Linked DNA regions of Mus musculus: regions 2, 3 and 4 are each linked to region 1. The links are chromatin contacts, called in public Hi-C and HiChIP or PLAC-seq maps. All regions are on one chromosome and are shown on one strand. The core of a region is the stretch at or near the end of the contact, and the rest is flanking DNA. Distances in the headings are between cores, read along the strand shown. Region 1 overlaps Ky (kyphoscoliosis peptidase). Region 2 overlaps Ephb1 (Eph receptor B1). Region 3 overlaps Ryk (receptor-like tyrosine kinase). Region 4 overlaps Ephb1 (Eph receptor B1).

What was found. A called contact is a pair of places that touch in the nucleus more often than the background predicts. HiChIP or PLAC-seq counts read pairs in DNA pulled down with a chosen protein or histone mark.
Region 2: a contact with region 1 is called in a Hi-C map of cerebellum, with 3 times the contacts expected there. The contact joins two enhancer-like sites. A contact is called at or near these places in 3 of 484 Hi-C or Micro-C datasets (cerebellum, myocytes and neural progenitor cells).
Region 3: a contact with region 1 is called in an H3K27ac HiChIP or PLAC-seq map of microglia, with 7 times the contacts expected there. The contact joins two enhancer-like sites. A contact is called at or near these places in 4 of 484 Hi-C or Micro-C datasets (B cells, the Ba/F3 cell line, the C10 cell line and 1 more), 2 of 115 datasets of contacts at active chromatin or transcription factors (large pre-B cells and microglia) and 2 of 9 other capture datasets (embryonic stem cells and pancreatic islet).
Region 4: a contact with region 1 is called in a Hi-C map of cerebellum, with 2.3 times the contacts expected there. The contact joins two enhancer-like sites. A contact is called at or near these places in 4 of 484 Hi-C or Micro-C datasets (cerebellum, embryonic stem cells, frontal cortex and 1 more).

The regions. Positions count from the first base shown.
Region 1 is chr9:102,540,861-102,547,606 of GRCm38.p6, forward strand. Ky (kyphoscoliosis peptidase) reads left to right here. Exons shown (of 11, transcript NM_024291.3): 11 at 1,026-5,379. The coding sequence ends at 1,921. Among named protein-coding and RNA genes, the nearest start is that of Gm29387, 15 kb to the right of the region's middle. Within about 2 kb of position 4,066, at least 90 of the 459 cell types and tissues checked have an H3K27ac peak or open chromatin away from gene starts, as enhancers often do. A contact at or near this core is called in cerebellum, where this site is marked.
Region 2 is chr9:102,180,631-102,187,376 of GRCm38.p6, forward strand. All of the region lies in intron 3 of Ephb1 (Eph receptor B1), which reads right to left. Among named protein-coding and RNA genes, the nearest start is that of Gm31233, 26 kb to the right of the region's middle. Within about 2 kb of position 3,456, at least 5 of the 459 cell types and tissues checked have an H3K27ac peak or open chromatin away from gene starts, as enhancers often do. A contact at or near this core is called in cerebellum, where this site is marked.
Region 3 is chr9:102,875,488-102,882,233 of GRCm38.p6, forward strand. Ryk (receptor-like tyrosine kinase) reads left to right here. Exons shown (of 15, transcript NM_013649.3): 6 at 252-396; 7 at 6,167-6,267. Among named protein-coding and RNA genes, the nearest start is that of Ryk, 44 kb to the left of the region's middle. Within about 2 kb of position 4,239, at least 8 of the 459 cell types and tissues checked have an H3K27ac peak or open chromatin away from gene starts, as enhancers often do.
Region 4 is chr9:102,271,875-102,278,620 of GRCm38.p6, forward strand. The region is part of intron 1 of Ephb1 (Eph receptor B1); the gene reads right to left. Among named protein-coding and RNA genes, the nearest start is that of Mir7243, 30 kb to the right of the region's middle. Within about 2 kb of position 4,332, at least 9 of the 459 cell types and tissues checked have an H3K27ac peak or open chromatin away from gene starts, as enhancers often do. A contact at or near this core is called in cerebellum, where this site is marked.

The DNA.
Region 1 (6,746 bases), core at 2,816-5,315:
GCCAGACAAGCCCAGATAGAAAAAGCCTTCCTGAGCCAGTGAAAAGCAATGTTCCAGTAGAGGAGTACAGAGGCAAGGCAAGGGGGAGCTGGCAGGAGAGGGAATGGATTCAGTGGGTTCGCTGAGACCCAGGTCCAGAAGCACAGCTCTGGCTCCCTGTGTGAGAAGCAAGTGTTGGGAGGGGAGTCCAGAAAAATACCCTGTTAACACTCCTGGGCTTAGACTCCTGGAGGAAAGCCCGTTCTGGTTATGGTGTGGTGTTCATATGACAGCTGTTGATACCATAATCTTTTCAGGGGGGTGATACAAAAGTAATACTTCAGAGTTGTGGGGGGTGGGGTGGGAGGTGGTGGATGGATAGCTCAGTGTTTAAGAGAGCTTGGAGCTCATCCAGACGACCTGAGTTCTGGTACCCACATCCTTAAGTCAGCTCACAATCGCCTGTAACTCCATATTCAGGGGGATCAGTACCCTCTTCTGAACCATTACACACACACACACATACACACACACACATACACACACACACACACACACACACATACACACACACACACACACACGCACACACAGCATTCACACAAAGACATATGTGCACACACATAAAAATAAATCTCTTTTTAAGACGTAAGAATTGAATGAGACAGCACTCTTCCAATACTTTTAGGCCCCTCCCTGCTCTGGAATCAAATAAAATATCTAGGCAGGCTTCATCTAATGTAAAGCAAGTGGGAGAGTAGAGGAAGGGAACACATATGGCTAGGGTAGGGTTTTCTTGCCCATCCTCCACCCCACCCCACCCTCCCCAGTTATCACAGTTATCAGCTGTCTCAAAAATATTCACCCAAATGAGTCAGAAGAATACCGCGTTCAGGGCTGTCACACTGTTAAAAATCAAGCTTGGTAGAAATCTTCACAACCACGGACATAGACACACACTGTAAGTCACACCTCCCCCCCAGTGCTTAAGCATCCCCCAGCACACACTGGATCCGGCTCACCTAACCACAACTTCCTCTCCGCAGTCAATGGGAAAGCCACAATCACCATCGAGAGCCGGGCCCCAACACTGTTCATGTTCATGCTCAATGGCAAGCAGGAGCACGGGCTCCTGAGCCTCAGGAAGAACGGGATGAAGCTGGAGGTGTACCCTCCAACCATGGGCACCCACAAGCTGCAGATCTTCGCCAAGGGCAACTCTGAAATCTACAGCTCGGTGCTAGAATACACACTCAAGTGCAACTATGTAGACTTCTCTGTCCAGCTGCCCAGTGAGCTCCACCAGCCCGTGGGCCCCAGCTGGTTCTCGGAGCAGATGGGCATCACGAAGCCCTCTCACTCTGACCCTATCATTCACACCAGCGATGGCCGCTGCGCCATCAGCTTTAGCGTGGAAGAGGGCGTCAGTGTCCTGGCATCCCTTCATGGCGATGACGGCCCCATCACTGAGGAGACACAGCGGCGCTACATCTTCCAGTTGAACCGAGGGAAGAGGACCGAGCTCAAAGTCCAGCTGCCCCATGCCGGCAAGTTTGCCCTTAAGATCTTTGTGAAGAAGAGGCAGGAACAAGGGAACTTCATCTTTGTCTTCAACTACCTCTTGTGCTGCGCCAACACCAAGGTGAACTGGCCCATGTTCCCTGAGAGCTTTGGCAACTGGGGACAGGACAATGAACTGCTAGAGCCTCTCTCCGGTGTGCTTCCCGCCAACCGCAACATAGCCTTCAAACTAAAGCTGCATGGTATCGCCAAAGCTCTGGTGAAAGGACAGGACACGTGGCCCCTCACTCTTAACCCCGAGGGCTACTGGGAGGGCAGCTGCAACACAGCTGGCTGCCAGGAAGTCTACGTCATGGTGCTAGAGAATGCTAACCACAACTTCTACAGCTACATCCTGAAATACAAAGTGAATGACCAGTGAGGGGCTGCATTTCTTCACGGTCCCCCAGGGTTAAGGCCAGCCCTGCCCAGGGAGGGCCCAAGCTAAGAGCAGAGAGCCCAGGACACCACTAATCTGCATGAAACCACTTCTAGGCCTCTGCTTCAGTCCCCTCTGCCTCAATCTCCCTGCTGTGTCACAGGCACTGAGGAATTTGTGCCGCCAAAGGCTCACTCAATGTGGCTGTGGAAGAAGAGACAGAGGCCAGGGCCCTCTAGAAGAAAAAGGTGCTATGTAAATCCAAGGTATTGTGAAACGTACACCCCTGCCTGTGCCTGCTCTTGTGTTAGGACTTTGTTGCTGTAGAGCTGAATGGGAAAGCGGAGGTGTTGCGGGTGCTGAAAGCTTTCCCCACGATGCCTGCCTGGTGCTTGAGGCTGAATCTATGAGAAAGGTGTGCTCCCCCTGCAAGTAACATGGTGTTTCTCCCCACTACTTCTGGACCCCAGGGAATGTCGGGCCTGCCCATCTTCCACATTCCTAGTGCTCCTATTAGCTACTTCATGCTCTTCAAGAGCTTGCAAAGGGGGTGGGTGTAGAAAGCAAACCAGCTGACCCTCAGCCAACTGGAGGCTGCTGTCTCCTGATGCCTAGCATCTCTGAGATGTGCTAAGGGCAGGAAAGCAGCCGTGTGCACATTCGGATGTCCTGGCTGGGGACCAGGGATGGAGTGGGTTTGCAGGTCCAGCAACCCACATGGAAGGGTGAAGACCCCGATTCTATGTGCCTACCAGAGTTTAGCTGAGGGCCTGGAGATTGCCCCACCCCACCCCCCACCAGCCATCCTCAGGAGCCTCAAATGCCTACATAGCCCACTGGTAGCCTGGCTGATGACCTGGGCCCTGGGCAAGCAGATTAGCCCCAGCAGTTATCAGATACCAGGGATAGTGTCTGATAACAAGATGTTGCTCCTTCCTTACAAGCCAAACCAAGCTGAGGGGACCACCACCTGCCCCCTAGAGAAAGTGTTGGTCTCTGTCTCTGAGGAAAGCCCTATCATAGCCATTTTCCCTCCTGTCTTTCTCTGAGATGACAACCCCTGCCCTGAGTTCAACCTTCCTTCCATTGGGAACAGTTGAGGGCCTCTTACTTGCTCCGGCCTGTCCTAAAAAGCCTGAGCTGCCTAGCTGGCCCTCAGCAGCACCTGAGGCTGGTGTTTCCATGGCAACAGCTGAGGGGGGAAAAGCAGGCTGCTGCAAACAGGGAAGGCCTGAGGAGAGCCCCCCGACAAGAGGTTCCTGCAGTAGCATCCCAGTGCACAGATGTGCTCCAGGAGGGTCCCTACCAAATTTCAGGGTTCTAGGACTCTGCTCACTGTGCCTGTCTCAGGACCACCCCCCCCCCCAATCCCTCACTGCTCTCTAAGGAATGTCCTCAGGCTCAGCTGCCGCCAGAGCCAGCCTGGGATACTCACAGCCTCTACAGTCAAGTCTTTCCTCAGTAAGAGCCCATCAGACTCCTTCGATAAGTGGCTGACCCCTCATGCTAGATCCTGGGACTATAGAGGTGAACACAAAGGACTCAGCCATAGGCACCCGCATCTCTGGGTGGGCAGTCTGCCAAGTGGAACCTATCTGAAGACCTAGGAGCCCAGAACTTCAGCTCTTCATTCCCTTCTGCCCCTTTCCCACAGGTCCCCACTGCTACCCACCTGATACCACATAGCCCCCCTCCACCAGACTGGGTAGCCTCACTTGTGATTAGCATGGCTGCTAGGGGCTGAGCTGCCTTGGCTCATGTCCAGGGTCCTCTGGCAGTCTCAGCCCATCAGCATCTTGTCACTCACGCCTGGAAAACGCACCAAAGTGGGGTGGGGTGGGGTGGGAGGTGGCGTTGTCTCCACTACAAGAAGACGGTGGAGTTTGCACTGCCTGGAAACAGCCTTTCCTCACCCCTTTTATTTTATGAGCAGTAAGAACTGTGCTATGTTTTAACGAAATAGTAAGTGCTTCGGCGGTCCCTGCCACTCGCTAGACACAGCCGCGACAGCCACTGCTAGCCCTGCAGAAAATGATCCCCATGTTTTTTTCAAAACAGCATAATTAATCTATTCTGGAGCTTGTGGAGGATGCTACCCCACAAAACAGGAGCTGTCCTCAGCACCAGAGACCCAGACCGAGCCTCTCCCAGCGGCCCGGGTCAACCACACGCTCCGCCCTCCTCATATAACCAGGTAGTCCCTTTGTCAAGGCAACTGTAGGTGCACTCGGAAAAACGCCTGCGTTTCTTTTTACTGAAGCAAAGATACACGAAACCGAATCCAATCTTCATGAATTTTTACACGCATGCTGCTCAGCCTGAAAATTTGGAGGCTGCGTTTTGAAGGCTTTTTATTCAAATCCCCCTCTTTGTCTGCTGGTCCACGAGTCTCATTGGCCGATCAAATGGCACGAGCGCCCCCTGGTGGATCACGTGCGAAGTTGCCACCGCTGCAAACCCCCAAGCTGGCTCTTTTTATGATGTTTGTTAAAAATCACTAGGTGCTTTCTCGTCCCTTGCGGACAAGTTATGCTGTCTACGGCATCCACATCGTGGATAGTTATCCTCGTGGTTGATATGCCAATGTCAGCGTTGTCTTGCAGACTGTCAGAAGAGCCTGGGGAGACTTCCCTGGCCTGGCGTGGTGAGAAGATAGGATGGGATTAAGAATTGAGCATCTTGCCCAGAAAGCTTTTCCTGAGACAGAAACCCTGGGCACAGGAATGCCTGTCTGGGGTCGCTGTGATCACACTCATTACTATGGCAATGACAGGCTGAAACTGATCAAACTCAGCGTTTTGCCAGGCAGGCCCCAGGATGGGCGCCAGGGTGCAGAAGGATGGGGCGTGGTGAGGCAAAAGGGTGCAATTAAGCTCTTTCAGCTTGCTTCAAAAGTGCCACCAGCTCAGCTGGACTGTTCTCTGTCTGATTGTGAATATTTTGAGTTCTCCATATGTTACATTGTCCCACGAGGACGGACTCCTCCCGGCCCACAGAGATTAAAGAGACGTAAATAGATTAACTGAAGCATGAAGGATTTGAGCTAGATATAAAGAACCATTTCCTGTTGTGAAGCAGGAGGGACACGTTGCCAATAAACTCTCGGCGAAATTCTCAAAGGACTTGAAAAGGAGAAAAGTTCCCGCAGTGGTCCGGCATTTTCTTTGCCGTGCTTACTGAAGCGGTTGGGTTCTCCCTCCGCTAACTCGTAACTCTTAAACAGTACTGGTTGGCCGGCAGTAAACACCAGGTTAATGGTGTGACCATATAGCTCACTGTTGTGGGATTTCAAAGGCCGTTTATCTGAGGTCTGCCATTTCCTTTCATCTGGAGTAAGTAAAGCCGCAGAGGTGACTATTTCTCCCCGTGTGTGCTGAGTAGTGTGGGCCACTGGCTGTTAAAGATGCTGTCCTCACATTGTTGCTGGGGTTCTTTTTCAATAAAATTTATATTCATTTTTATCCAACAATGTAATTATCGATCCATCCTTATCGCTGCTCTTACAAGGAGAAAAAAAAAAAAAAACAACCAAGGGGGGAGGGCAACACTTTCATGTTCAAAGGATGCTTTTAAAAAAAAGAAAAGATCAATGTCCCCGCCATTTGAACGTGATGGGGAGATGCAAATGGGGTGTTGGGCAAATAGCGATTCCACATTAAAGAAAACATAATTAGGTCAGCCCCGGCCCTCCGAGGCTCACGTGCCTTTGAAGAATCCGAAGACCACGCTTCCTTCATTGAATCTTGTTTAACTTGAACATTTTAAAGTCAGCCCAAATTTCTTTTTAGAGTGGGAGAAGAAAAACGTGCCAAAATTTTTCCTGTCAACCTACTTTTGGGGTGCTGAATATATGCTATACGTTTCTTGATATTCACGCACACACTCGAAACTTTCCAGGTTGCCTAAACTGATTACTCGTAAATTAGACATTTAGAGGACTGGAGGAAAAAAGAAAAAAATGAAAATCTAGACACCTCTGAGAAGCTGCTGTAACCATGGAGACCATTCTCATAGCTGTAGTGTGAAGGGCAAAAAGATTTGTGTTCCCAAATCTGAGCTTATCGCATCCCTCATTGCCAGACACAAAAACCCGAGATGTGTTACACTTCATCCTTGGGGTGGGGGTTCACAGAGGAATGCAATCCACGGGTAAGGGAAGTTTCTAATGACACACTATGGAGCAATCGGAACAAACTGTCTCTAGGTCTTAGGTGCAGTAGAAGGACAAACTCTTAAATTATTGGAACGGGCTGCAAGTTCCCAACCAAGAGCTGGAATAGACTGACCTCCGATGTTTCTTCCAGTCCAGAGGCTCTGTGAAGCTGTGTCTTTGTGAACAGATGATGGCAGGCACCAGCCTGGGCTTGTCAGTTAGGCAACATCTGAAGGGCCCTGCTGTGTTAAGAGCCTGCTCCCTAAGCCCCGGGCATGCTACACCGCACGCCTTTTACTTTCCTGCGGGCGGGCGAGGGGATGCACAGGCTCAGCAGGTGGACAGACCACAGGGAACCAGCAGCCCAGACAGAGGCTGGTCCACTGTGATTTGCAGACAGAACTGAACAAGACTAAGATGTCTCGAGGAAGTCTCTTTTCTTCCACCTCATCCTCAGACCTCAAGTCAGAAAAATTATTCTTAAGGCAATCAAATTCCTGCGGAGGATGCCTAGGGGTGTCCTGTGACCTCTACCATCCTCCATGGCAAGATCTGGTCCATATGGAGGCTTTGGGGCCTTGTCTCATGTGCTTCTTCACCCACTGTGAGTGCTCAGGCCCACCACTCCCTCAGCGCCACTTCTTGGGCCTCTGTGTGCCAAGGTGGGTCCTGCCT
Region 2 (6,746 bases), core at 2,206-4,705, 360 kb before region 1:
AAGTGCTGCTGGGCCAGGTGAAAGCTTCCATTCTAGCTGGCTTTGCCTGCTGAGCAGCTGTCCCCCTTGGCCTTGCCCCTCTGCCCTGCCCACAACCTCATCTCCAAGTCCTTCCAACACCCAGGATGGGGGCTGATTTAGAACTTGAGATAATTTTCCCAGGGCATTACAGCCCTTTCTTTCAAGAAGCCTAAGAGGGGAGGGAGGAGGATAAAGCTTAAATTTCAAGACGCACATACTTTTAAGACTGAGAGGGAAAATGGTTGAATTGTTTAAGCTCTTATTAGCCCCTGACAATATGGTGGGCGGGTGGTCGAGAAAAGAGCTGGGGGTGCGCTTAGCTTGGGCAAACCTGTTTTGCCTGATGGGCTTGTGAGGCAGGAGGCCAGGCTCACATCTGATGGTTGCTGCTGACCTTGGAGTTATCATTGGTTGCTGCTGGGCCTTTTCTCTCTGCAATCAGGAGGTATCAAGGAACCCCCCCCTCTTTGCTCTTCCAATAGTTATTCAAAGATACACTCGGGAGACATCAAATTAACAAGCAGAACCCTTCTCTGCAAAGTTAGTCCTTCTGGCCATCTCTAGGCCTGCAGTGCTAGCCCAACTGCCTGAAGCATTGGAGAAGCATCCCGTCATGTTTGATCTGGGAGGAGCTGGTGAGAGCAAGACCTGTCCTCACATTGGCTGCTGCTTCCAAGGTCACACACTAGCCAGCACTCCAACACCATGCAACATGGTTGCTCTGGGTAAACTCGGTGACCTAGCACAAATGGGGAGCCCCACATAGAACCAATCACGAGACTGGGCCAGTCAGGGACTGTGTGTGAAAACAGCAACTTGATTTTTTTTTCAGAGCTATTTCCCAAGCTGAATCTCCCTGGTGCCCCAGCTGCTCCTGTGCAGGGTGCAGCCAGCCATGCCTGGGAAGATGAGGCTCTGACTGGTCACTCTCCAGAAGCCAAAACAAACGTTATTAATAAAAAGATACATTTAACTGTCCACCAAAGGGAGGCTATTGTTAACTGGGAGATTGTGAGACTAAAAAAAGATGAGTAGACCTGAGGTGGGGGTGAGGCTGCAGAGTGGAGGGGCAGTCACAAGAAACTGTCACTTCTTGTTTTCTCCCCTCTTCTGAGAGGAAAGTAAGACAAAGCCCTCTTTGCTAGTATGAAGAAGCTTTGCTGTTTATTTTGTCAAAATATCCCTCCCCGGTCCCTTCAGGGGCCCCCCCTCCTCTAGCCTCTTTCTACACAGGCTCTAAAGAACAGACTGATTTGCACGGGGGTGGGAGTTTGGGGGGGTGTCTCTTTTCCAGGCTCACATTCTCTGGCTCTAATTAGCAACTGCTTTTCTTTAATTTTTGTATGTGTGCTCAAAGACCAAGAGAATGAAAGGGGGAAAGCAGAGGTCTGTGTGAAAGGGGAGAGCAGACGGCCTCTCCCTCGCCCTTCTGTGTGCCCAGGCGCCCATGTTGGCAAACAGCACACAATGTCTGTCTATAGAGCCTTTTGTGGCTTAGAAGGAGGGACCAGCATGCAGTTACAGGCAGGAAAGGAGACTGGGAGAGAGGAAGGCTTAAGGAGACCTGATACTGGGAACGCAGCAGACTTAGAGACAGCTGGCTTCATCTCATCGTCTCCCTCGCCAAGGCCAGGAGGGAGTGGGTGTAGGATGTCCATGTCAATGCCCGTGACCTGGGGCAGTTGCTGTCAACCTTCTTGTGGGGCAAACCTGTCAGCTCCAGGTTTGAGCTGGGACATGTTAGAGGTGAGAGTACTGCTCTGCTGGGCCACTCAGCACGCACCCATAGGTTATGGTAGGCAAGAAAGGCCATTCAGTTACCCCAGTGGTCAGGAGGCTGAGGCAGGACAGTTGAAAGCTTGAAGCTACCCTGGGCTACATAGTAGCCCTTGTGTTCTGATTATAAAAAAGGATCAGAAAAAACAACATGAGTTGATGAACACAGAGAGTGGGGAAACAGAGAAGGCCAATCACCACAGATAAAACACTCCTGTCTTAGTCAGGGTTTCTATTCCTGTACAAACATCATGACCAAGAAGCAAGTTGGGGAGGAAAGGGTTTATTCGGCTTACACTTCCATACTGCTGTTCATCACCAAAGGAAGTCAGGACTGGAACTCAGGCAGGTCAGAAAGCAGGAGCTGATGCAGAAGCCATGGAGGGATGTTCTTTACTGGCTTGCTTCCTCTGGCTTGCTCAGCCTGCTCTCTTATAGAACCCAAGACTACCAGCCCAGAGATGGCCCCACCCACAAGGGGCCTTTCCCCCTTGATCACTAATTGAGAAAATGTCTTACAGTTGGATCTCATGGAGGCATTTCCTCAACTGAAGCTCCTTTCTCTGTGATAACTCCAGCTGTGTCAAGTTGACACAAAACTAGCCAGTACAACTCCCCAACAATGGCTTTCATCAGCGACGACAACTCTTAGGGAAGCAGGGAAGCTGGGTTGGCAGGCAGAAATGCCATGGGAGAAGGGCAGCATGGACATGCAAGACAGATCAGTGACTCCCAACCATTTGAGTCACATACAACAGCCAATGGCTTGGCTTCTAGCTCTTAACTTGTGGCTGACAGATTTGAAAGACGCAATGGAGAGATGAGAAGAACTCTTATCAAGAAAAATCAGGGATGTGGTTAGAGAAGCTGAACGAAACATCATGTAAGCCAGAAAAATAGAACAGAGCACTGGGGCATTCTAGAGAGATGCTTTTAAAGTTAAAAAAAAAAAACAGTAAGAAATTTAATTAATGAAATTATTATGAACATGTATGTTATATATTAATTATTTTGATGACAAAATCATTCTTATAATATTTGCAATTGATTTCCATGATAGGCATTGATTTCCTATATTTTACTATGTTAAGGAATTAATTTTGTAAATGGAAATTCAAATCTGAACAGTTTCCCAGAGGCGGGAGGAGGGGCGAGATTGATAATAAAACAAGGAACAGAGATAGAAATTGGTTTATGAAAAACTCTACCAGTGAGAAGCTTTCTCTGTTTTCTCTTTGGAATCAATCTAGAAAGAAGACAGGCGAGGGCGGGGCGATCAGGCTAAAGAAAAGAAATGGAAAGAAAGATTCGGCTGCAGTTAGCAAGGGGAAAGGCAAGCAGAGCCAATGAGGAGAGGAAAGAGCTCCAAGTCACAGGGGCCTCCACACTGAGAGGAGTGCAGGCATGTGTGTGACAGACCCGGAAACCAAATGCCGACCCCCAAATCGCCTAACTCCCAGAACAGGCAAATTTTGCCAAGCTCATGATTTGGCAGAGTTTTCACATATTCCATGTAACTTCCACACGCCGCCCCATCCGTCTCTCGCAGAGAACAGACTGTCGTTTTCCACTTGAAATGCACACGTTGCACTGACCTTATGTCCTCTGTCAGGCTGATATGTTATCGCCAGCTTCTAGGGAAAGGCTTTCATAACGGATGCGCTCCCGGCCGTTCCGCTGGGTTCTTTCTGCTTGTTTGTGCACAACGTGTCGCTGTATTGAACAACAGACAGACAAGGCCTCTGCCATCACTGGTAACTGTCTCCATCTGCCTCTGCCATCTTCAGTCCAAAAATGCCTGCCTGGGGCCCTGTTCTTGGTTCTTCCGAGTCCCCACTGCTCCCTGAGGCTGGGATACTTTCTTCAGCTTTCTCTCAATGAAGGGTCCCACCTTCTCTCCAGCCAGCACCCTCCGTTTACGCGTTTTTGCTTTGGATGTGTTTTGCTTTCACTTGACAGATGGCCACTGCCTATTAGAGTTTGTGAGGACAGGAAGAAACTGTGAGCTGGGTATAGGTATATGGCAGGGCACTCTGAGCAGTGACTTGTGGCCACTCTGTAGATCTCCTGGTGCATTTGTAGCCCACAGGAAAGAAGCATTATCCAGGAGATCCCCAGGTGCAGAACAGACTCTCAGCACCTCAGTGGAAGCTTCTATCCGAAGCCACCACCCACAAGTCGAAAACCCTCTAGTAAGTGAATCTTAGCTCTTCTCCGGCTAGGAGGAGTTACAAGCAACAGACCCCAGTGCCTAGAGTCCTGTGCTATATATACATGAGCCTGGGAAAGCTACCGAGCTTCTCTGTCTTCCAGCGTCACTACCACATGCATCAAAGAGCAACTAAGGATTTATGAGATCAAGTCACAAGAGAATATGGCGATGTACCTAGCTCACTGTCCTGAGTCCACAACACAGCCACGCTATGGTAGCGTTTCAGCAGAGTCAACGCAGAAAAGTGTGCTGCATACCAAAGACAGAGCCACCAGAATGAAAACACAAGACAATACTGAAGTGAGTTTATATACTGGCCCTCCTCAGTGGGGCAAAGTAGATAGTCAGCTAGCCTTTCAAGCATATACTATGAATGCATTAATCTTTACCTTATTTATTTTTATTGTGTGTGAGGGCCAGAGTGCACAGGTCATAGTGTATGTGTGAAGTCTCTTTCTCTCCTTTCCTCATGGGATTAGAGGATTAAACAAAGGTCCTTCAGCAGAGATCTTTTTTAACCTGCTGAGCCCTACTGTTATTGCTGGCACCATGCTGGAAATTTGTTTTATTATTTTCATCTATTGTTCCTCTTTACAATATTCTGTTTACTTTAAAATATAAGTACATTTACTTTTTTTTTAAAGGGGGAGTTGAGAAAGAGAAGGAAATAGGAAGGGACAATAGAAGTGAGGAGGAAGGGAATGCAGGGGAAGAAAGAGGGAGACTGAGGCAAGCCTGAAAGGCAGGGATGTCTATGGTGCAGAAAGATACCTCAGAGCTGGAGGAGAAAATCCAAAAGATGCTCAAGGTAGCATTGAGCAGCATCCCAGGCCAGAACAGAAGCAGGACCAGGCCTTCAGCACAGTGGGAAGATGAATATCAAGCCTAAGGTAGAGAGCTTGTCAGAGAGGAGGTGAGTGTGATTCCAAGTTCCCCAGGGAAGGGAGGGGAGGGGAGGGGAGAGGAGGGAAGTGAAGGAGTATAAAGTCTAGAAAGGATGGGTTGGTGAAATGGGAGGGAACCTGGAGGAGGTGGAGGCTGAAAGCTAGTTGATGGAAGGGTGTGTCACCAGGGTGAGCAGACATTGGAAGCCCCCTGAGGTAAGTTACCTTGTTAAAGGAAGTAGGGTGAAGGGACTGAGCCAGGAGAGTCAGAGCTGAAAAATTCACAGAACAGAGTAGAAAATCCCAAACCTAGTTCAGAAAGAGGAGGGGAAAGAAGGAAAAAATCGAGGTGTCCATATCAGACTGGGCGTTGGCGTTCCTGAAACTCCACGGCAAGAATGGCACATTCCTCCAGTGTCAGGCACCTGCCCTTGTCCTGTCCCTTCTGCAGACATCCATTGTCTAGGAAATGCCAAAATTGGTGTGTGTAAGGCATGTGTCAAATACAAGGGACACAGAAGATGGGCACTGAACACATACAGGAAGCCATGCAGAACAAGAGGGACCAGAAGGGAGATGCAGAACAAGAGGGACCAGAGGGAGCAGACTCCAGACTCTGTATCATCCAAGTCCACCCAAGTCCATGCCGTGTTCCAGCAGCAAGCCAGGGCCTCGGGAACATACAGAACTTCTCAAGGTTCAACAACCCTCACAGCTAGACAAATGCAAATTGACATTGGAGTGGGATACTGTTGTTTTACCTACCAGATTGGCAGTGATAAAAACGATATTTTATTATCTTGGCAGAGGAATAGGGAACAAGAACTAAATCACTGCTGTGGGTGCAAAAGAAAAAGGGTTTTGGTAGAATATGTGGTTTTTGAGGGAACACAGTTTGGTAATATCTATCAAAATTAAAAATGTATATGCTCTGACTCAGCAACTTTGACTTCAGAGAATTTGTTGCATTCTTAGCTCCTAGAAAAGTGCTTGGCACAAAGAAAGGCCTCGATAAATATTCATTGAGCAAATTAATTAATGAATTTATCTTGCCGATGTACTCACATATTAGTTTGGAGATTAATACGCAAGGGTATCTATCCCAGTGTTGTTCAGAAATAGCAGGGGGGGGGGGACTAAATGCACATAAATGAAAAACCAGTCAAACAAGTAAAATGGCACGAAACAGTAACAATCAGCACTGACCACTTCTAACTTGCACTGGGAAGCAGGAAGTGAACTGGGAAAGCCAGATACATGAGCCTCTGTCAAGTCTGCTGTCATTGGCTAGGGAGGTCAAGGGTGTATCTGTATCCCAAATGAACAAATCTCAGGTCTCTTCTGCAAGAGATGTGTTAAGCTTTAATAGTTTTAAAAAAAAAGACTGCAGGTATTACAGCATAAAAGGAAATTTATGTATCTTGAGTGTTTTCTAATAACTCAAAACAGGTATACTGGAGAAGAAGCGATCTGGGTAAAAGTTCTACCCCAAGAAAGAAAAAAAAAAAATCAAAGATGAACCAGACTGTCCTGGGGATTGTGAGAGTTCTATTCCCAGAGGAAATGAGATGGAATGGGTAGGAGCTGTTAAGCTGGGAGCCCTGATCTAGCCAAGAAGGATTCCTGTCTACATATTTCTTGAGACCAACAATCCACCTGTGGCCACAAGACCGCCCCAGGCCAATGAGGCTCTGGAATTAAACCTGCTAAATCTGAGAATATAAGCATGAAAGAAAGGTCCAGTCACCACCAGCTCTCAGTGCGTTTCTGAAAACAATATGGTCATGAAGATGACCTAGCCCCTTTGACTTCAAAACTCCAACAAGGACCAGGAAGGCCGGAAACCCTTAGGC
Region 3 (6,746 bases), core at 2,989-5,488, 330 kb after region 1:
GGGTGTTTTGTATCTACTGTTTGTGAGGGTCTGACTGTGGTTCATATTAACCAGAAATTTTAAAGTCTTAAAACTGTAACAAAACCACCAAAATTGGTGTGAGTACCGCACTGCGGGTATCTGGTTTTATCAAAGGACGGGTGTGATGCAGTGCAGGCCTTCCCGTGAGGAGCAGGGCACTCCCCGTGTTAGGCCACAGAGCACCCCATCAGCTCTGTAAAAACCTCACGTGCCTCTCATTTCTGTTTCAGATGACCCTGTCCATGCAGCGCCAACGACTTCCACGCGTGTGTTTTACATCAGTGTAGGGGTTTGCTGTGCAGTGATATTTCTTGTAGCAATAATATTAGCCGTTTTGCACCTTCATAGCATGAAAAGGATTGAACTGGATGACAGGTACCGTTCATGTTTTGGGGAGCATGTTACTTGCATGTGCATGAGTGCCCCTCCCCCAAGCCCCCCCCCCTCCATCCATGCACATTGTGCAGGGGAGGAGGGAGAGTGATGAAGCTCAAGCCAAAGAGGAACTCAGATGTCTCGGTTATTACTGCCTTTATGTTTTTATCTTCATCTTTTAAAGTTTGTGGAGTTATAACCTGGGGGAGAAATAAAGGTCAGAAATGTTTTTCATGTTTGTTATCCTGATTCGCCTCCAGGTCCGACTGCCTTTTTTAAACTACTTCCTTCTACGTCCTCCAGCCCCTCCCCGTCCCTCCTTCCATCCCTCCCTTCCTCCCTCCCTCCTCCCTCCCTCCTGCCTTCCCACTTGAGTATCTGCTGTACTTTAAAGTTTCTTGGATGATCCTAATGTGTAGCAGAGTAGAGACACCGGGTAGATAATTACACTAAGTGTTGGGACTATAAAGATTAATGATACTCTTCATGGTATCAAGGTTCTTTGATGTTAACCCATAATTATAGTATAGAATTGATGATTGTGGTATGTATAATGTAGTGTGGGAATGCAGAAGGTCCTGGCTTAACCTGGGTGAGTCACACACATTATAGCCAGACTATAGTGAAGGGTAAAGATGGAATGGGAGATACGTGCTCATAACCCACAATCCTTAGCGACAAAAGGCATTCTCAGCATTGTTTTTGACTTTGAACTTTGAACCCTTTCTACCTGTCTTGATCCCTAGTTGCAACTTGTCAGGTGATTCCATATCCCTGATGCTGCCCTTTGAGAGCTTTTGTTCATACTGGGGCCATGGGACTTCTTGCTAATCCAGACCCATTATTTGTACTCCAGATCCATCACCGTCTTTCCCACAACTAAAATAGAAGCTTTTTCCAGGCAGGGAGGAGAGACCCTTCTCTCCCCAAACTCTCCTAACACTGTACAGTAGAGCCATGATATCAGCATTCCCTTTGTAAAAGATCTGGGGGCTGGTTGGATCCAGCACTCTTTAAGTACTTTGGATCCAATACTCATGACTTAGTCTCCACTGTGCTCCTTCCCTTCCTTGAGTCAAAAGAAGAGAGGAGTGAACATGGCGGAGTGCATACAGGCACTCTAACCTGCTTTCTGTTGCCGTGATAAAACACTGGCCAAAACCATTGTGGAGGAGGGATGGGTTCATCTCAGTTCACACTGTCAGGTCATAGTCTAGGGGATGTCAAGGTAGGAACTGGAAGGCTGAACCATAGGGCATGGCTGCCACTGCCTTGCTTCCTTAGGCACTGAAGGCCCACCTGCCTAGGGGTGAAGCTCACGGTCGGCTGGACCCTCTCACATCTGTCATTAACCAAAACATCTCGCTTACATAGTCACGGGCCCATCTGATCTGGGCAGTTCCTCAACTGAGACTCCTTCATGAGACTCTAGGCTGTGTCAGGTTGGCAGCCAGCTCACTAGGGTAGTGGATGCTATGTTTCAGAGTGTTTGGTGTACACCGGGATCATGGAGTTCTTTGATTTTACAGAGGAAGAACTGGCATTTGGAAGCCGTTGAGGGGAGAAAAGACTAGACATCTTGTAAACAATTTCGACAGATGATATAAATGATGAGAGTTACTGAAGAGTAGAATAGTCAGAAGTCATACTTTGTGCTTTTTGTTTTTGGAGGCAGGGTCTCATGTAGCCCAGGCTGGTCTTGAACTTTTGATTCTCCTGCTCCACCCCCTAACAGCACATACTGTTATACTCAGCTCCACAGGTCTGATACTCATCGAGTTGAGTTTTCCTTGACTGCTGGTGTGTGTGTTCAGGCCATGGGTTCACACAGGCCGACATTGTGCTGTAACTCATAGATTCCATGAAGCATACGTGTCTTCCTGCTAAGTATTCAGCACTCACAAGCAAACTCTCTAGGTTTCTAGATACTGTCTGAATAAAAGCAATTATGTGATTGCTTGTTTTCAGGGCACAGCCTAGTAGTTAGGAGCTAGCCTCTGGGGCCAGGCCATCTGTATCTGATATCCAGCTGTTCTATTTACCAGCCTCTCAGCCTTCTCACGTGTAAAGCAGAGATTGTGGGCTGTGAAGAAAGGACGCTAGAGGGGTGGGTAGCAGATCTCAGCCGTAGCTACATGCAGTAAGTGCCGCCATGCCGACGTCATCCCCAGAACGATACAGTGGATAATCTGGCGTTCCCATTATTCCTGGCTTGCTTACAACACACCAGGCAAGCTAATGGTGGTGGCCAGCACTGGAGACACCTGCTGCTCCTCTCTACACTACATGGTTGTGTAATTAAGACTCAGAGACAGACGTAAAGACAGACTTGTGGGATTGTGGCAATACACCAGTACAAAGCAGGAGGGCTCCATTCTGCCATTTCTGTATTGTAGTTACATCAGATGCTTGCTGCCTGACAAGCTCTGTTCCTCGGGAGGCTTAGTGGTGCTGTGAACTCTTGGGAAGAGCCAGTGTTCTGTTACATATGAGGTTTCTCTGGAGGCAGAGGGTGTAGCTGTCTGAGACGTGCTCTCAGCAGGGACACATGGAGTTCGCGCGCGAGGCTTTCCCTCTCTCCCAATGCAGCACATTGATCTGTAGTCCATTACAGCAGAGTCTGCCCTGAAGGGGCTGCGTGGTCTCCTGCAGAGCTCGGTCTGTAGCTGCTCTCTCTGTGGTCTCCCCCTCAGGGAATGGAAAATCCATTCCTCGAGTATGGGGTGCTTGCATGTGTTATTTGGTAGTATTTTCTTTTTCTCTTCTACTTACTGCTTCCTAGCACCTCACTACCCTCAGCATTAGGGTGGGAGTGGGGGCTTTTTGTTTTTTCTTTTCTATATTTGTTTTTACCCTTGCTGTCGTAACAAACTGGCATACATAGTAATATACAGAGTCTTAAAGTTTCCTCTTCCTTCTCCTCCTCCTTCTCCTCCTCCTCCTCCTCTTCCTTCTCCTCCTCCTCTTCCTCCTCCTCCTCATCTTCTATCTTCTTCTTCTGACAGGGTTTCTCTGTATCTGTAATTTGCTCTGTAGACCAGGCTAGCCTTGAACACAGAGATCCTCCTGCCTCTGGCTTCTGAGTGATGGGATTGAAGGCGTGCATGAAGAATGAAAAAGTCGGTTACTGCGCTCAACCGTTCCCTCCGCATCACGTATCAGCAGCTGGAGTCGGCAGCAAGCATTCTGCCTGGCCCCCGTCTTCCCAGTCCATGGGCGTGGCTGCTTTCACTGAGTAGCTAACCCACTGTGCTTTGGGCTCTCACAGGGGTCCCAGTTTGCTTCCTGTGCTGGGCACCGGTGTAAGTGTTGGGGAGGTGGAGTGAGCAGGCACTTAGCTGTCCCCATGGAGCTTGTGGTCTGCCCAGATGAGACGTTCAGCAAGAAGTCCCAACTGGAAAGAGGGTGGGAAGGTCTGTGGTGTTCAGTGCTGCCTCCTCAGCAGCAGAGCACCTCCTGTCACACACAGACACTTGATAAATATTTATTGAATAAATATATAAATAGATGACTCACTGAAAATAGACAGTAAGATTTATTATTTTGAAGATCTTTGTTTAAATTCTTAGCTTATCCTAAATCTAGGTGCTTTCTTGCTTATGAAAAATCAAATTTATTTAGACTAGTCATATGCTACTAAATGTTAGTAAATATACATTTTAATCTGTTTCCTACCTCCTGTGATGGTGTCGGGCTGTCCTTGCTTCTCTTATAATCGTACGTTTGGCTCCAAAGAAAGTTTCTTGCTCCACTGTTGCTTCGCTCTTCTTTCACTTGTTCATTTCTGTTAAGGAAATGAAACTCTGACATAACTAGCCATCAAGCTTGACTGCTCTCAGTCATTTTTAGCTGACGCAAGAGCACCACCTACTGTTCAGTTGTCAAAGTTTACTCACCCGGACACATTGTTGCTCGCAGGGAATATCTGAGTTTTCACAGATATCATACATTTGAGCCTCACCTCCTGTGAGGCAGGTCTCCTCAGTCCTCTTCTGCGGAGGAGCTCTTATCTGTCCCCTTCTGTGATGCAGCCCTTCCCTCCTCTCTGCTGAAGACTACACTTCTAACAAATAGGACTTTTAGTCACATCTTTGCCAAGTACTCTGCAAAAACATGTACCTGTAGGTCACCGTTCTAAGGTTGGAGACATGATGCGCAGTATTCCTCATGATAAAAGAGTGGTCGTTTATAAATGCATGCCTGAGGGCCAAGCAGTGACCTCAGTGATGTACTTAGACATCTTCCGTGTAAGACCCTTTTAGCCGTCTTGTTGGGAGTAGCTTTATGCTTCCTTCTATCCCCACAGAGTTCGAGGCTCCAGAAGGATTGAATACTTTGCCTAAGCCACACAGCTGGTGATGTGGGCAATTGTGATTTACAGGTTTATGCTCAGCATTTGCTTATGACCAACTACATATGTAAACTCACATAAATCACCATTTAGTAACTTCCAGAACTCCAACCACACAGTAGCCTGACAAATCTTTGTTACATTCTATGAATTGAAAGTCCCCTCAGCAAAGTTGACTGTAAGTTCCCAGGAAGAAATAACAATCTGAAATGTGAGCGTCTCCAGGGAAAGAAGGCATGTTGAGGGCACATTAAATGAACAGGCATTTCACGTGGAGATTGTACTGTGCAGAGTGGCTCATGTGCACACAGGCTCTCTGAATGTTTATTGGAGGACACCTCTATCTCAGTACTTCAGCCATGACAGTAGGTCATTCTAAAGTGTGTTAGCGATAAAAGGCTACATAGCCTCCAGAACTCACTACTTAGATGCCTTATGTCTGTACGTTTTTCACATGTGTGTTTGGGCTCTTGAAATTGGCAAAATACAAATCCATGTGTAAGTATCCAGATTATATAGCAGGTGGTCACCAGTTCCATTGTAATCACTGGGGTTTGAAACTACGATGATAAGGTACAAATATCAGTCAGTCACAAGGTTCTTCATATGTAATAGTGGGCTCCACCACCTCTGTGGTGACAGGAGTTCTGTCTGGCTCTCTGGTTTTACTCTCTGTGCTGAATCTCTGCTTTAACATCTCCTCGGCTACAAAATTAAAAGGAATAGGCCAGTGAGATTGAAATGTTCCCCAGAGTGACCTGGGACAAGGTTTCTACCCATTGAGAAGATGGAAGAATATGCTTGGGAAGTGTTGGTTTATAGGAATTACAACACGTGAGTGACAAGATTTGCGCCCACCACCTTCAGGGGCTCCTCTTACTTGGAAAGTATGGGGTGATGTGATGTTTCAAGTTCTAGAGATTTCTGAGAACCATGAATTCTAAAAGTGGCATGGGAGGGGTGAAGAGGGACAACATATATGATTAAACAGTGAGACTGTGAGGACACCCCTGCCCCCGTTGAGCATGGCACTCTTGATTTAATCTGTGGCTGCTTCAACTCAAGACCATTTGATTTGGGCCATTGCTGAAATGAACTTGTTTTTCTCCTTTTCTGAAAGCCAGTTCAACTGAACAGCGTGGGGTTTTTTCTAGAAAGCCGAGACATAGTTCCTGACACACCCTGTGTGAGGTTCAGAATTGCTCTCTGAGCACGTCTACCCGCACTCCTGAATAATTTTGCTCTGATGGCATGCCCTCCGTCGTCACGTCCCTCAGGAATCCAGTTTGGAACGCTGATAGAGATGCGTGCCTTTATTGCATTGTTATCTCGACCAACTTATGTACCTTATATGTATGGGAAAGACATCTCTCACTGAGGCTCACTTATCAAGTATTTCTGTCTTCAAATTCTTTGCAGCATCAGCGCCAGCAGTAGTTCCCAGGGGCTGTCTCAGCCGTCTACCCAGACGACCCAGTATCTGAGAGCTGACACACCCAACAATGCAACGCCTATCACCAGTAAGAGTCAATTGAATCCTAAAGCTGTATGTGCTCTGTCTGTGGTTAGAGTATTTGTGGGATTAATGTACCAGTGTGTAACTTGTGTAAAAGTTGGTTTGATCTTCGATTTTGTTTTTTTAGAGCACTGAGTTAAAAAAAAGTTGGGGTATTTAAAGTAAAAATAGTTGCTAGAGCTAGTTTTGCTTTGGGGAGATTTCCATAGTTAATTTTATTAAAAGAGCTAATAAATCAATTTTATACAAATCCAGACTGAAGGTTTTCAGGTTACTTATATGGAATAAACTAATACTCTCATGGGGTACATAGAGACTTGGCATTGGTTTTACTCATCTGATGTTGGAGATAGAAGCCAGGGTCTCCAGCATGCCCGCTGTACTGTGTAAGGAGCTGTCCACCAGTCCATGCTGCTGTCTTCTAATCCTAATTCAAATCTCATTACCATTGATATGGTCTGCCTGTCTGTCTATGATTTTTCA
Region 4 (6,746 bases), core at 3,082-5,581, 270 kb before region 1:
CGCTGATTCTTATCCGCATCCATCTAGTCAATCCTAGACAGGCTGCAGACCCTCAACACAGTTCTCTGCAGCCAATGCAACCCATTCATGGAAGCCTCGCTCAGTCTGAGCATTGGCCGGCTGCTCCAAAAGTAGCCTTGAAGATGGATCCTGGCCCTGTAACTTGTCCTATCCCCATGTCTCTGGCTTCAGTGCCATGCCTTTTAGAACTAGCCAGGGTTATCGCTGGGCTTTATGGGCATAATAACCATCTCAAGGAAGGGGGCTCTTTGTGGAAGAACACAAGTCACCACTATCAAGCCATGCTACAGAACATCTCAGCCTAGTGACAAGGGGCCTGCATGCAGGAAGCAAGTCCCGCCTGGGGACAGAATCTGGCGCGTGCCCTCTGCAGGGGGTGAGGGGCATGCCGGTTCTGATGCCATCCTACTACAGTTCCCAGATGCTCTGAAGGCATCAGAAGTATCAGGATTGGAGGAACACTGTGCCACAAAAGGGTGCTGGGGAGAAGCTCGTGTCCCTCTCGCCCCCTTTCTCATGCTCTGGTTACCTCAAGGTAGAGAGGTTTAGATTCGAGTGTGGAGTTTCTCTAACATCTCTTTAAAAAGACTTAGCTGATTTTAGGTTTAACTGAAACTTACTATTTTCATCTTTGTCTCAGCTCAAAACTTGTCCTCTACCACACGCTTCTGGTTGTCTGTACACTACTGTGACAAACTCTGCTTTTACGATGAAACACATTTTAAAATATCAAAACGAATGAACGTTAGTACAGACAGTAAAGCCATGTGGCAAAAATCCGTCCAAGGGGTTGGCATGCAAAGCATGGTAGCTCAGAAAATACTGGGTTCTGTGACCTGAAGGCCCCTTTGGTTCTAAGCATTTGGATTCTTGATGAGAAAACTGCTTGTCACTATAATTAAAGCTGTAACCAACAGACCAACTCTCCCCACCCCACCAGCTCCATAGAAGCCAGGGGAAGCCAAAGTAGAAGGACTTCCTCCCAGGAGGAAGCAGGCAGACTCACCCAGTGCTCAAGATGAAGCTTGCCTCCCTCCAGCAGGGAGTCAGGCACGCAGCCAGCCTCAGAGCCCAGTTCTTTTCAGCCACACAGTAAGAGGCACCATGTATTCCTAGGGCTTAGCTCTTTAAAAGCTTTAGCACACCCTTGCCATCTCCCCTCGCCCAACAACCTGCTCCTCTATTAAGGGAGGGGAAAATTTTAAGTTGAAAAAAGGCAATTGGATTGTTCAGATTTTTTTAAAAATAATGAGCCATTGTCATAAGAAATTTATTTTTTTAAATAATCAGAAGAGTTGCTTCATCTATATCCTACTGAAATCCCAGTGAAGACTGGGTCCAAGGAGTTCTCCAAGGAAGTTCCAGACTGGCCACACAAAACTGAAACCACATTCATCCGGAGTGAACTTGGGCATGGAGCACCTGCCACTGTCTGGCAAAGGGCAGACTCAACGAGGGAGCAGTTGCCCCTGTTCTGGGGCTGCAGAGAATCCTCTCCAACTTCACCTGGAAGCCAGACGGACAGCACTGTTCATGGTGAGGGTCCAGGGAGACTCCTATTGTGGGGCAATGGGCTATGCACAGACAGCTGGGTCTCCAGTCTTCACACTGAAGTGTGGAACCCCGGTGAAACCCAGTGGTGATAATTTTCATCTACATGGGACAGAAGGCGTTCCCTCGTGTCTCCTGGACCCCAGGCTCCTGTCGAAGTTACCGCCCCCACAGCCCCCACAGGAGAGTCTCATAGCTAGTAGTCACATACACAATGTCCCAAGCTTCTGGCCTTCTGGCTAGACTCTTCCACACAGTTACCTAGCAACAGCAAGATAACAATCCCACTATAAGAGGGGCTGTTTAAGCTTTTACTTTTCTTACTCTCGCCCTCTTATACTCTTTCTTAGTCTCTAAGCTTTTACCTCTCTCTCTTTAAGCTTTCTTACTCTCTAGCCTTTCTTCTCTCTCCTTTTCCCCCTTTACTCCTCTTGGCCATGGCCGGTCTCTCTCTCTCTCTCTCTCTCTCTCTCTCTCTCTCTCTCTCTCTCTCTCTTCTACCTTTTCTCTTTCCCCCTGCCTTTCTACAATAAAGCTCTAAAACCATAGACTGACTCTCACCTTCATGGGAACCTCTCTCTCTGCCCTCTTCCCAAGAGTGTCGCCCTGGGGCCCCTATTCTGATCTCAGCTCCTCTGCCATATCCAGCGTGGGATGCCGGAGACTTGAGAACCTGGTACAGGGAAACTGCTCTTGTCTACCCCTCTGCCGTGTGGGGTCAGTGGCTTCACACAGGCCAAATGCCCACTCGGGGCTTCGTGGAAAGCATCCGGCAGTCCTCCTGTGTCTGCCTGCCCAGAGCTCAGGAACTCTGGCCGGATGCTGGCTCTCTCCCTCCCCCCTCTTCCCCTACATCCTATGGCAGAAGTTTAAAACCAGCACAGCATGTCTCCTCTGACCCTGCCTGGGTACATGATGCAGATAAGCCTGGCATAGCTGCTCCAGGTAACAAGGCTACACCATGGACATGAAAAGCTACTTGTAACAGCACAGCCCTCATCTTGCTACTTGAAGCCATCCTCATCTTTCCCACAGAGAAGAGCACATGTAAGTGGCTGAAGGAGAGATTGTTACAAGGAGTAACTTTGAAACTTTATCATTTGCCAAAACAGGAAGCTATCCACAACCAGTGTTCTATGCTAGCAGTAGCAATCTTCTTAGAATCTGCTTTCCAGCGAATGGGGACCTTTTTTCTGCAGTCTGACTTTGTAATAGTTGGTGTTAAGGGTATGTATGCTATAGTGGATTGGGAAGGGTAGTGGGATGCTAGTTCATTGTGGAGTCTGAGGGTCACAGGAAGTCAGGGAGAGATGTCTTAAATGTGAAGAACATAGCTTTAGGGCTAACCATGCCACAAAGACCACCTGGCTGACTATTTATTGAGTTGCAGCCAATCTAAATTATACTGACTGTCAAGTATAATTTAAGCTGTAACTAGCAGACCAACTCTTCCTATCCCACCAGCTCCAAAGAAGCCATGACAAGCTAAGGTAGGTAGGAATTCAGACTCAAGTGCATTAGTAAAAAATCTATTTATACTACAAATACCAATGCATGAGAAATATTTATTTATTTATTTATGTGTGTGTGGGGGTGTGTGTGTGTGTATGTGTGTGCTTGTAGACATGTACAAAGAAATCACAAGTTAGTTGATTCTCACATCCCACCATGTAGGTGCCCAAGATCAAGCTCAGGTAGTCAAACTAGTAGCCAAGGGTCTGACCCACTAAGCCATCTTGCCTGCCCAAAGCCCTCTTTCCTAAAAGGTACTTTGAGTTGGCTTTTAAATTACAACTTTACAAAGGCTGAATCATAATGGCTGTGCACTAAGTTGGCAAATAAAGAGGGATGCAGCCAGACGAAAGGCCATTGATCATCCAGGCGCAGTGCAGGCAGAGAGGGCAAAGGAAAAACCAGACAAAGACAGGTCAGGAGGCTGGAAATTCTATACCTGTGGGACCCAGGAATGCCAGCCAAAGCCACATGCCTGAGAACAGGACCATGCCTCCACCATTTTCTCAGGATTCTCCCGGAGCTGAAAGTCCCACCATCTCTTTGGCAAAAACTGAATCTGATCAAGGTTCTAAAGCCAGACCATGAGGACAGTGTGAAGTTTGGGAAACTCCCTCTGGAGACTGTGTAGAGAATGATTGGGGGGTGGGGTTGCAGGAGTGAGGCTGGGTACTACCGTGGGGGCAGAGGTCTTGTATGGTATCTCAGAGGCTCAAAGGAGACCTAGCAACTACTTCCCTGGCCTTTTCTGTTTGATCTATTTTGAATTGGCTTTTTAAAAACTGGAAGGAAAATAGATGCTTGAGAGGTGGAAGAAGAATGGGTTAAACACAATCACCTCACTTAGGTAGAGATCTACCGTGTTTCCGGCCTGCCCATAAACATTAGTTCATCGATGCCTTGAGAGGTGGTTATTATTCACATTTTATAGATGTGGTGGAGACTACTTCTAGAGACACTGAGTGACTCTGGCCACTAATGCAGAGGCTAAAGGAAATGCCTTTGCTGTCCCAGCTCCCTGAGTACCAAAAGTGCAATTCTGTAGATGTTCCTGCCGTCAGCAGGAGACCCTGGCTTCATCTTCTCCACACTGCCTCATGCACCTGTCTCCACTGCCAACAGTGCCTCCATCTGCCTTAACTCTCCTTCCCAGCTGGCCTTTTGCTCCCTCTACTCGCCAACACAAAGCCCTGGTGAGAGACAGACAGGCGGGTCAGCTGTTCTTGGCTGATTCAAATGGAAAGAGATCAGAACAACACTTCACACACTGGAGATGACTTCCTAAGGGTGCCAAGAGCCCAGCTCTGGGCAGTGCCCCAGAAGTGTGAAAAGGCTTGTCTACTGACTACCCACATCAACAACCATGAAGATGCACAGTTTGGCCTTTGACAGTATAGGGGACACCACCTCCAGGGGAGCAAGGAAGGAGGCTACAGGTATCAGTGCAAGAGGCCCGCCACACAGACAAGGGGAGAAGCTCAAGATGAAACCCATATTATATGTAAGCCACCCTGCAGCTACTGCCATAAACCTAGTCCCCAGCCTAACATTGGTCCTTCTGAAAATCCTCACATAAGGAAAAAAATAGGAACATATCTTGACAAATGAAAGTGATTTCCACATCTTCGGATGAATAATGGACAGTCAGTACATCCATAAGGCAGGCCACACAAGAGTCTCCCTTAGGTTACCCACACCAGCCTGCTTCCCTCTGGACCCAAAGTCACCTATGATTGTAATGCTGCCCATAGTCTTAGGGGTGAGAATTGTATTATTCTCTTTTAAGAAATATATTGCTAATGTTTTAATTACCTATTGTTTATTCAGACCTTCACAGTTACGTCAAGATCTCCAGATCATATTAAAGAGCAAGTGTGACCTGGCCATGCTTACTCCCAAGTCATTCTGGAGACACAGGCATGCCCATCCTCCCTGGTCAAGAGACCCTGAGCAACTAAGCTAATAGCTGGGTTCTACCCAAGGGCCAACCCAAGGAGGCCTCTGCTATCAAGGTTCTGCAGCTGAGTGCAGTTCCCCAAGCTCTTCTCTGCCTCCTCAGACTAGCCTATACAGCAAGAACTCCTCATGAGACTTACTCTACCAATTACTGGAGACTGTCTCCTTGCTCATATTGAGTTTTGCTCCTCAATTCACACTGATACAACACACACGCACACACACACACACACTTGCTGGCTCAGAAAACACATAGCTAGGGCCATCCAGTTAATTGCACCACTGTGCAAGTCTGGCTTCTCCAGAAGGACAGCAACTGGGGTTTGGGGATAAATCAAATTAAAGGGAAGATCATCTCTGAGGAACAAAACACACAGCTCAGAGCAGCAGTTCATAAATGAACAGCAGCATGCATCAAGTCCCCAAAGCCGTATTTCTTCAATAAATACCTACCCCATTGTATTAGTCAGGGTTCTCTAGAGTCACAGAACTTATGAATAGTCTCTAAATAGTAAAGGAATTTATTGATGACTTACAGTCGGCAGCCCAATTCCCAACAATTGTTCAGTCGCAGCTGTGAATGGAAGTCCAAGGATCTAGCAGTTACTCAGTCTCACGCAGCAAGCAGGCGAAGGAGCAAGAGCTCGAGCTAGACTCCCTTCTTCCAATGTCCTTATATTGTCTCCAGCAGAAGGTGTAGCCCAGATTAAAGGTGTGTTCCACCACACCTTTAATCCCAGATGAAAGGAGTAGCCCAGATTAAAGGTGTGTTCCTTAAACTCGGAGATTCAATCTTCTGGAATCCATAGCCACTATGGCTCAAGATCTTCAAACCAAGATCCAGATAAGGATCTCCAAGCCTCCAGATAAGGGTCACTGGTGAGCCTTCCAATTCCGAATTGTAGTTCATTCCAAATATTGTCAAGTTGACAACCAGGAATAGCCACTACAATCCACCCCTTGTCAACTTGACACAAATAATATCTCATGTTCACATGAAACAATAACAAGGTTGTAAATACGCCTAACATGATATAACTATCCCTCGTACAATCGCAAACGCATTAGTAAATTTACAATGGGCATTCATATTACTTTATAATCCTCGTTTCTGCAACTGGTTACGTGGCCTTAATTGGTATTTATAACTACCTTCCTCTACTACCCATTCTGTATTTCCTTCACCTTCAGCCAGCACCTCAGCAGGTCTTGGCTCTTTTCCTGGAGGATTGACCCATACCTTCATTCCTGATGGGTCTGCGTCCTTTGTCATCCTGCTTGGATTAGGCTGTTGTAGTTTCCCATTGACTTTAATCACAGGACATGGTAGTACTAAGAGACGCCCTAAGGGATCTCCTGCACTCCAGACATAATCTTGCTTACCACCATTGTGAAGAGGTAATCCAATTTCCCCATGGTAATCTGGATCTATCACCCCTCCTAACACTGTTATTCCTTTTTTAGCCTGTTGGTTTAAGGGCATTAGAAGCCCAAAATGACCAGGGGGAAGTCTGAGCTTCCAGTTCAATGAAATGTTTGTTGTAGCTCCTGGTAGGAGCACTCCCCTCTCTGGAGCCAAAACTTCTAAGCCAGCAGAACCTAGAGTTATGGGGACAGGAAGCAAAAATTTTCCTAGAGGGTCACTAGGAGTGATAGTAAGTGGAACTATTCCGTTTTCCACCCCTTGATTCCTGGACCCATGAATC